Regions from separate parts of the Triticum aestivum genome. Here region 1 is linked to region 2. A link is a contact called in public Hi-C data. All regions are on one chromosome and are shown on one strand. The core of a region is the stretch at or near the end of the contact, and the rest is flanking DNA. Distances in the headings are between cores, read along the strand shown.

The links. A called contact is a pair of places that touch in the nucleus more often than the background predicts.
Region 1: a contact with region 2 is called in a Hi-C map of leaf, with 2.4 times the contacts expected there. The contact joins the enhancer-like site here to the promoter of LOC123164738 in region 2. A contact is called at or near these places in 1 of 5 Hi-C or Micro-C datasets (leaf) and 1 of 1 datasets of contacts at active chromatin or transcription factors (leaf).

Annotation. Positions count from the first base shown.
Region 1 is chr7D:232,869,644-232,873,336 of IWGSC CS RefSeq v2.1, reverse strand. No RefSeq gene overlaps it. Among protein-coding and RNA genes, the nearest start is that of LOC123165963, 18 kb to the left of the region's middle. Within about 2 kb of position 1,861, at least 7 of the 8 cell types and tissues checked have an H3K27ac peak or open chromatin away from gene starts, as enhancers often do. A contact at or near this core is called in leaf, where this site is marked.
Region 2 is chr7D:232,598,620-232,602,322 of IWGSC CS RefSeq v2.1, reverse strand. It overlaps LOC123164738 (type II inositol polyphosphate 5-phosphatase 15), which reads right to left and starts at 1,992. Exons shown (of 11, transcript XM_044582285.1): 1 at 861-1,992. The coding sequence starts at 1,704.

The DNA.
Region 1 (3,693 bases), core at 612-3,111, 270 kb before region 2:
TGTTGTTGCAGAGACAGTGTGTTATTGGTATTTTCACGATATTAATATATTCTCTTTGTTAAAAAAAATCCGACTTTTTTAATGTTGAGTATCCTCATCTAGAAATGCATGAAAAGCTTATAATGAAATTATTATTAGCTTAGGGACAAACTAATAGCACAAAACAGATGCACATATTAGTGGGCTCCAATATCTATTGTAGATTAATTATTTTTCTTGAGGATTTGCAAACTTACTTTCCTGAAGGAGGGAGGCGTGCCGAAGTTTGGTATGCGTCCTGACTCCTTAACGGAGAAGACAGCAAAAGAAACCGCAACAGGCCAGTAGAATAATGGTAATGGGCCTGCTCCATTTGCCGGCTAGACACGCCTGCGTTGGATTTGGGCCAAATATCTAAGTATGTCAAGCCAGCCAGAGACAAAAACGTCCCTAAAAAAAGCCAGAGACAAAAACGAGCAAGTGGGTGCAGGAGAAACTGAAAAGTTTTTTTTTAAAGAAAACTTAGCCGTGCTGCAAAAGATTAATTGAATTTCACACTTGGTTGGATTCTCATCGAGTAGTTGCTAACTTGCTAAGCTAAGTGTGACCACAGTTATTTCTGCTAAGCTAAGTTCCCATCTGTTCTGTCTGCTGCGGCGCCGGCCGACTACCAGTACGAATCCGTGACCACTCGTACACATTGCAACCTCTTTGATGTGTTCGGCGTTATTTTGTTTGACTTTGACCGGTGAGTGAGAGTGAACGTCAACCGTCAGCGGACAAGATCTCGTGGACACGGACGTTTAGTTCAGGCTTGACTCACAAGTCACACACTGTGTAACTGAGACCCCGTGTTCCAAGCCTGAATACTGGCACTTCACACACGTTCGTTGAAATGGAATACCTACCGGAGCTCATAAATTAGGCGGGAGAAGCTTTGATTGGGTCAGATCAGTTGACCTGTTGCAAACTTTTCTTCGAACGCCCGAACATTTCCACAAGAGTAGACTTCTTGGTTTATATAAGCATGACCAAATCGGGCAGAGTACGGTCGCAGCTACGGCCAGGAAATCCACGCACGACAGCACGTAACGTTTGTGTCAATGGCTGTACAGCACGTCGCAACTGCTGGCTTCAGACTTTTTTTTTTTTTTGCGAATTGGCTTCAGACTTCAGTGTAGTGAAATTCTTCGCAAGATAAGAGATCTTTCTTTGGAATTTGTAGCCTGTGATTTGTAAACGTTCCTTGCACCCCGCTGTGCACGGGACGATCCATACTACCAGAAGAATTGTGCCACCGCTACCAAGTATACAAACCATTTTATTTTTAGATGAAAAGGAGCTCAAGTATACTACTCCCTCCGTTCCTAAATATTTGTCTTTCTAGAGATTTTAACAAGTGACTGCATACGGAGCAACATGAGTGAATCTACGCTCCAAAACATGTCTATATACATCCGAATGTGGTAGTCCATTTGAAATCTCTAAAAGACAAATATTTAAGAACGGAGGGAGTATTTCTTTACGGATGTGATAACTGATAACTATACTAAAGTGGAATTCGTAATTTCTTTACGGATGATGTATACACCGCTTTTCCTCCCATTTCGATCACAGCTTTGCCTTTCTGCCTGGCCTCCTTTTGTCGCCCCGAAAAAAAAAACAAGGTGCAGCGCACCCACGTAATGCGGCCGTCACGGTGGCGTCATGGGACCCATCGCCTCGCTGTCGACCACAAAGGAGGAGAGCACGGGCCACACACACGGCGACAGCGACGGGTCTTTTATCTTTTTTCTGGACTGACGGAATAATCCATATGCGCATCGTCGCCACGCGCCAAATTTCGCCGTCGTCGTCGCCGCGCCCATTCGTCGCTTTTCCTCCGTATCCCGCGTCCTGTAGCTAGCAGCCGCACCTACCTCGCTTGTGCCGTCGCATGGACATGGACTACCCCTGACCGTGAAACTCGCGTCGGCGTTAATCCAGCGGCGAGGACGACGCAAGCGAAATTAATCTCCGGTCCAAGCAGACGGGTAAGTCACGACACGGACTATAGCGGTGTGAACAGGGGAATGGCCGGCCCATGTGAATCTAGACGCCGCGACGGCAACGTCCATGCCATGCCATGCACACGACAGAACCGGACGAGAGGAGCCATTTTCAATGCGTAAATCCTCTACTCGCTTCTATACTACTCCCTCTATCCCAGAATATAAGAATGTTTTTGACACTATACTAGTGTTAAAAAGTTCTTATATTTTGAGACGGAGGGAGTAATAAATATAAGTTCGCCTAGATATTTTAATTTAGACTAATACATATGAAGCAAAATGGGTGAATCACGCTTTAAAATCCGTCTATATGCAACCACATCTAGTCCGCATTGAAATCTCTAACAAAAAGTTATGTTTAGAAATATGAGTAATATGCATGTGTGTGAAGCGTCCTATTCCGACGAATCTCACACCTTTTTTCATTGTAAAGTCATCCTCAACGGTAATCTGCAAATTTCCTCCCGCATCCGTCTGCGGACAGGGCGGCCAGTCTACGGACACAGATGCGGGAGCCGCATCCAACGCTGCTCGCGTACATTTCAAACACTTTGGCAACAAATCAGATGAAATTTGTACAACACGATGGATTTTATACATGCAAGACAACAATCATGCAAACACTGTGGATTTTCGTTAGATTTCCAACATTTAGAACATAAAAAAACCGCTCCGACCCGACCCTAAACCTATCCTACAACAGCGGCCGACGTCCAACCCCATGTCGTCCTCCATCCGCCATCTCCATGGCCACCGGTGTTAAGACCGATGAACTGAAGCTCGCTCTCCGGCGAGAAAGTGTAGAGCACAGGAGGCGGGCCGACCCACATGGGACATAAGGCCCTGCCGCCTCCCGTGCCTACTCATCCTCGGAGGAGTCTGCGCCTTGTCCGTCGTAGGTGGATGTGAGGTTGATACGTCTCCATCGTATCTACTTTTCCAAACACTTTTTCCCTTGTTTTGGACTCTGACTTGCATGATTTGAATGGAACTAACCCGGACTGACGCTGTTTTCAGCAGAATTGCCATGGTGTTATTTTTGTGCAGAAATAAAAAGTTCTCGGAATGACCTGAAACTTCACGGAGAATTGGAATTAATAAAAAATACTGGCAAAAGAATCAACACCAGGGGCCCACACCCTGTCCACGAGGGCGAAATAAAGTTCTTTTCCATAAGCACGTATGACTATATTCGGAATACATGCCTACATTACATTGATGAATTGAAGCTAGTTCTGTGTCACCCTATGTTATAACTGTTGCATGAGGAATCGCATCCGACATAATTATCCATCACTGATCCAATGCCTACGAGCTTTTCACATATTGATCTTTGCTTAGTTACTTTGTCGTTGCCACTGTTACAATTACTACAAAACTGTTACTGTTACTTTTGCCACCGTTACCGTTAATTCCATACTACTTTGCTACTAAATACTTTGCTGCAGATATTAAGTCTTCCAGGTGTGGTTGAATTGACAACTCAGCTGCTAATACTTGAGAATATTCTTTGGCTCCCCTTGTGTCTAATCAATAAATTTGGGTTGAATACTCTACCCTCGAAAACTGTTGCGATCCCCTATACTTGTGGGTTATCAAGTCTATTTTCTAGTGCCGTTGCCGGGGAGCATAGCTCTATTCTTTGAGTCACTTGGGATTTATA
Region 2 (3,703 bases), core at 743-3,242:
ATTCAAGTCGGAAGAGGCCAGAAAGGAAAACTGATAATTTAGTTTTGATGTGAAATAAACTGCATAACTGAACTAATAATACTAAAATATTCCCTATATATATAGGTTTCAGAGTAGTCAATCAAGAGTCATATCCCTCACAACAAAAATCAAGAAACATATGGATCTACAGTTAACGAATACTGACTTAGCTTATTGGAATCAGTTATTTAGGAGAGAGCTGAACATTCACAAGCTAGTTCTTTTCAGAAGATGGACGAGGAACTGGAGGGTAAATGAGTGAGTGACTGGGTGAAATTCTTCGCTTTCAGTTGTAATAAAGGCTTACTTTCGTCAGCTTAATTCTGTTATCTATTCACTGGTTTTCTCAGGTTGTAGCAAGAGCGAGGCACTAGGTGCGCCTTAACCAGGCTGTGATATCAAGCTTGCTTTAATTTTCTGTAAATAATCTGGTTGATGATTAACATCAACGTGGTTGTACATGCTTGTTCCATTATTATGACAAAAAAATATAGAACCAGGATGTCCATCAGTATGGGAAAAAAGCTATTTTTATTCTTTAGAAAGGCTAACTCTACCGTCCAAAACTTCTCCAGCCTAAAGTAAAAAAGGTGTAAATGTGCCAAAAGCGCTATTGCCAAGTTAGCACTTGCCAATGATGTAAAATTAGGTAATCTTAGCATTTCGCGGTGACTTAAAATCGGCTAAATTGAACATTTCCAGTTATCATCGCGCCTTTCAGCAGAGTGCCATTGCCGGATTATCCTCATAGCTCATATCCAGTATACAATTTGCCTTTCCTCGAAGCAGTCAATGAAAACCAAAATTGCTAGGGGTGATCAAGGAAGCGAGCTTCTCACCGTATGATGTGACAACCATGGAGAGCACCGGGGTGCGGCTGTGCGCCTGCCACGACAGGGCCTCCTTGAACATGGGCGCATTCTCGCCACCGTCTGCTGCAGCTGCCGGCGTCGTGGCGAGGTCCATGCGCCACGACCGGATCCTCCCGTCCTTGTGGCCCGTCCACACGAGCTTGTTCGCGCTGTCCAGCGCGACGCAGAGCGCTGGCGGCGCGGGCACGGATTCCGTGAACGGCGCGGTCTCCTCGTCTCCCCGGCGCGCCCCCACGACGCTCCCGGCGAACAGCTCGTCGAGGCCCCACACCCGGACCCCGGACTCGGCCCCTGTCCACAGCTGGCGAAGCTGCGGCTCGCACGCGAGCGTCCGCAGGAAGGAGCACACCTGCGTCTCCCGCGGCGGGTGGGGCCGCACCTCGAGCGCCGGCGGGCGGCCAGGGTGCATGGCCGCGCGCAGCGGCACGCGGAAGATGCCCTCGCCCCCGCCCGCGCCGACGAACTCCGGCAGCGCACCCCTGCCGCCCGCGCCCCCGTGCTCCGACGTCGCCACAGCCCGCTCCAGCGTCACCGCGCCGCCGCCGCCGAAGGAGGCGGCGTGTAAGTACACCGACTCGCCGCCGCGGCTGTGGTGGTGGTGAGGCGGGAGCTGGTGGGGACACGACACGCTGCGCGCGGGGTCGTGGCGGTGCGCCGAGGCGGAGGCGATGGGTTCGTCATCGAGGCTGTGCGAGCTGAGCGCGGCGTGGCGCGCGTACGCCGCCTGCGCCACCGCGTCCCGCGCGAGCGGCTGGCTGTAGGATATCCCCTTGCGCTGCGGCGCCCGCCCCCGCTCGTCGTCGGGCTCCATGACGCCTCGGCCTCGCGTCCTGGTCCGGCCGGCGGCGATTCGAGCTCGGGCGCGCCCGTGAGGCGGAGACGGCGGGAGAGGAGAGGCGACGGAAACAGGAGCGGAAGAGGGAGGCCGCGCCGCGCCGTGGAGGCAAGGGAACTCCGGAGGGGAGCTGGTGTGACAGTGTGCGGGAAGGCTGTTTGTTTCTGGTTATATGGGTGGATGCCTCGTGGACCGGGACCATGGGGAGGCACCGGCCGTGGCAGTGGGAAAGTGGGGGGCGTGGGGAAGCTCCTCGCCGTGATGTTGGAAGCGGCCCGAAGAGGGAGGTTGGTGCTGCCCGGGATCGCTGCCCTGAAAGCTACGGCTTTCCCAAATGGATCAGGGTCAACTGTGTTGGGAAACGAGAATTCTTGCAGGGGATTGACAAATTGTTTTGGTGTGCAACTGATGACAGCCGTTCGTTTACTGTAGCTATATTCGCTCCTCGGCCTGCAGATAATGCTTTATTTTTCCTTTTCAACTTGATAATGCTCACGTTTGCTCAAAGAAAACGTTTATTGCATGAAAAACTAAAATCACAGCTTTTTATACATTGAAATGCCTGGATAACTAGGAAAAGCAAGACGAAAACAAGACTATAATCAAAGATGAAACAGTGTTTCCGTGAAGGCAAAATCTAGCCGAAAATGTTCGGTTATTAGTCTTAAAGGATTTAGTGCCCACTTTCCACCTCTGTCATTCGGAGGAGATGGCTGGTGGGAGGAGGGCGACAAAGGGTTAATTCAAACCCTACATGGACAAATGCTTGATCGAGGCATGACGTTGCCTAGGCTTGAGCTTGATGCTGTTGGTGGCTACAACAGATTGACGAGTTCCAGGAGGAGGAGATGGTGACTATGGTGATAAGCGATGCATGCTTAAAGTATACATAATTTTTTAAATTTAAATGTCATCATCTTATAACTTTGAGTCCTTTATATTTATTTGTACTGTCGTATTTATAAAAACATTCAATGTTTGTTTATGTGTTTAGCGTTTAATTCCTCGAGGCAAACAAATAAAAATTTAGAAAAAAGTACGAGGGTGATTTATGAACCCAATATAAAGCCACATGACCTAGAGTTCGTTGGGGGGGGCATAAACCCCTGATAACCCACAAGTATAGGGGATCGCAACAGTTTTCCAGGGTAGAATATTCAATCCAAATTTATTAATTCGACACAAGGGGAGCCAAAGAATATTCACAAATATTAGTAGTTGAGTTGTCAATTCAACTACACCTGAAAGACTTAATATCTGCAGCAAGGTGATCAGTAGCAAAGTAGTATGATAGTTTGATAGTAACGGTAATGGTAGCAATAGAAATAGTAGCAATTTTATAGTGGTTGTAACAGTAGCAACGACGAAACTAACTTAGCAAAGATTAATGCATGAAAAGCGTAGCCATTGGATCAGTGATGGATAATTGCGTTGGAAAATATTCACCATGTAGCAGTTATAACCTAGAGCAACACAAAACTAACTCCAATTCATCAATATAATGTAGGCATGTATTCCGTATATAGTCATACGTGCTTATGGAAAAAAAACTTGCATGACATCTTTTGTCCTAACCTCCCGTGGCAGCGGGGTCTGTAAGGAAACTAAGGGATATTAAGGCATCCTTTTAATAGAGAACCGAAACAAAGCATTATCACTTAGTGAATACATGAACTCCTCAAACTACAGTAATCACCGAAAAGAATCTCAATTATTGTCACCTTGGGGTATGCAAATCATAACACGTAATAGCTGCATATAACTTACAAGATAGGATCAAGAGCACACATATATTTATGAAAACAAAATCGGTTCAGATCTGGAATCATGGCACTCGGGCCCTAGTGACAAGCACTAAGCATAGCAAAGTCATAGCAATATCAATCTCAGAACATAGTTGATATTAGGGATCAAGCCTTAACAAAAATAACTCGATTACATGATAAATCTCATCCAACCCATCACCGTCCAGCAA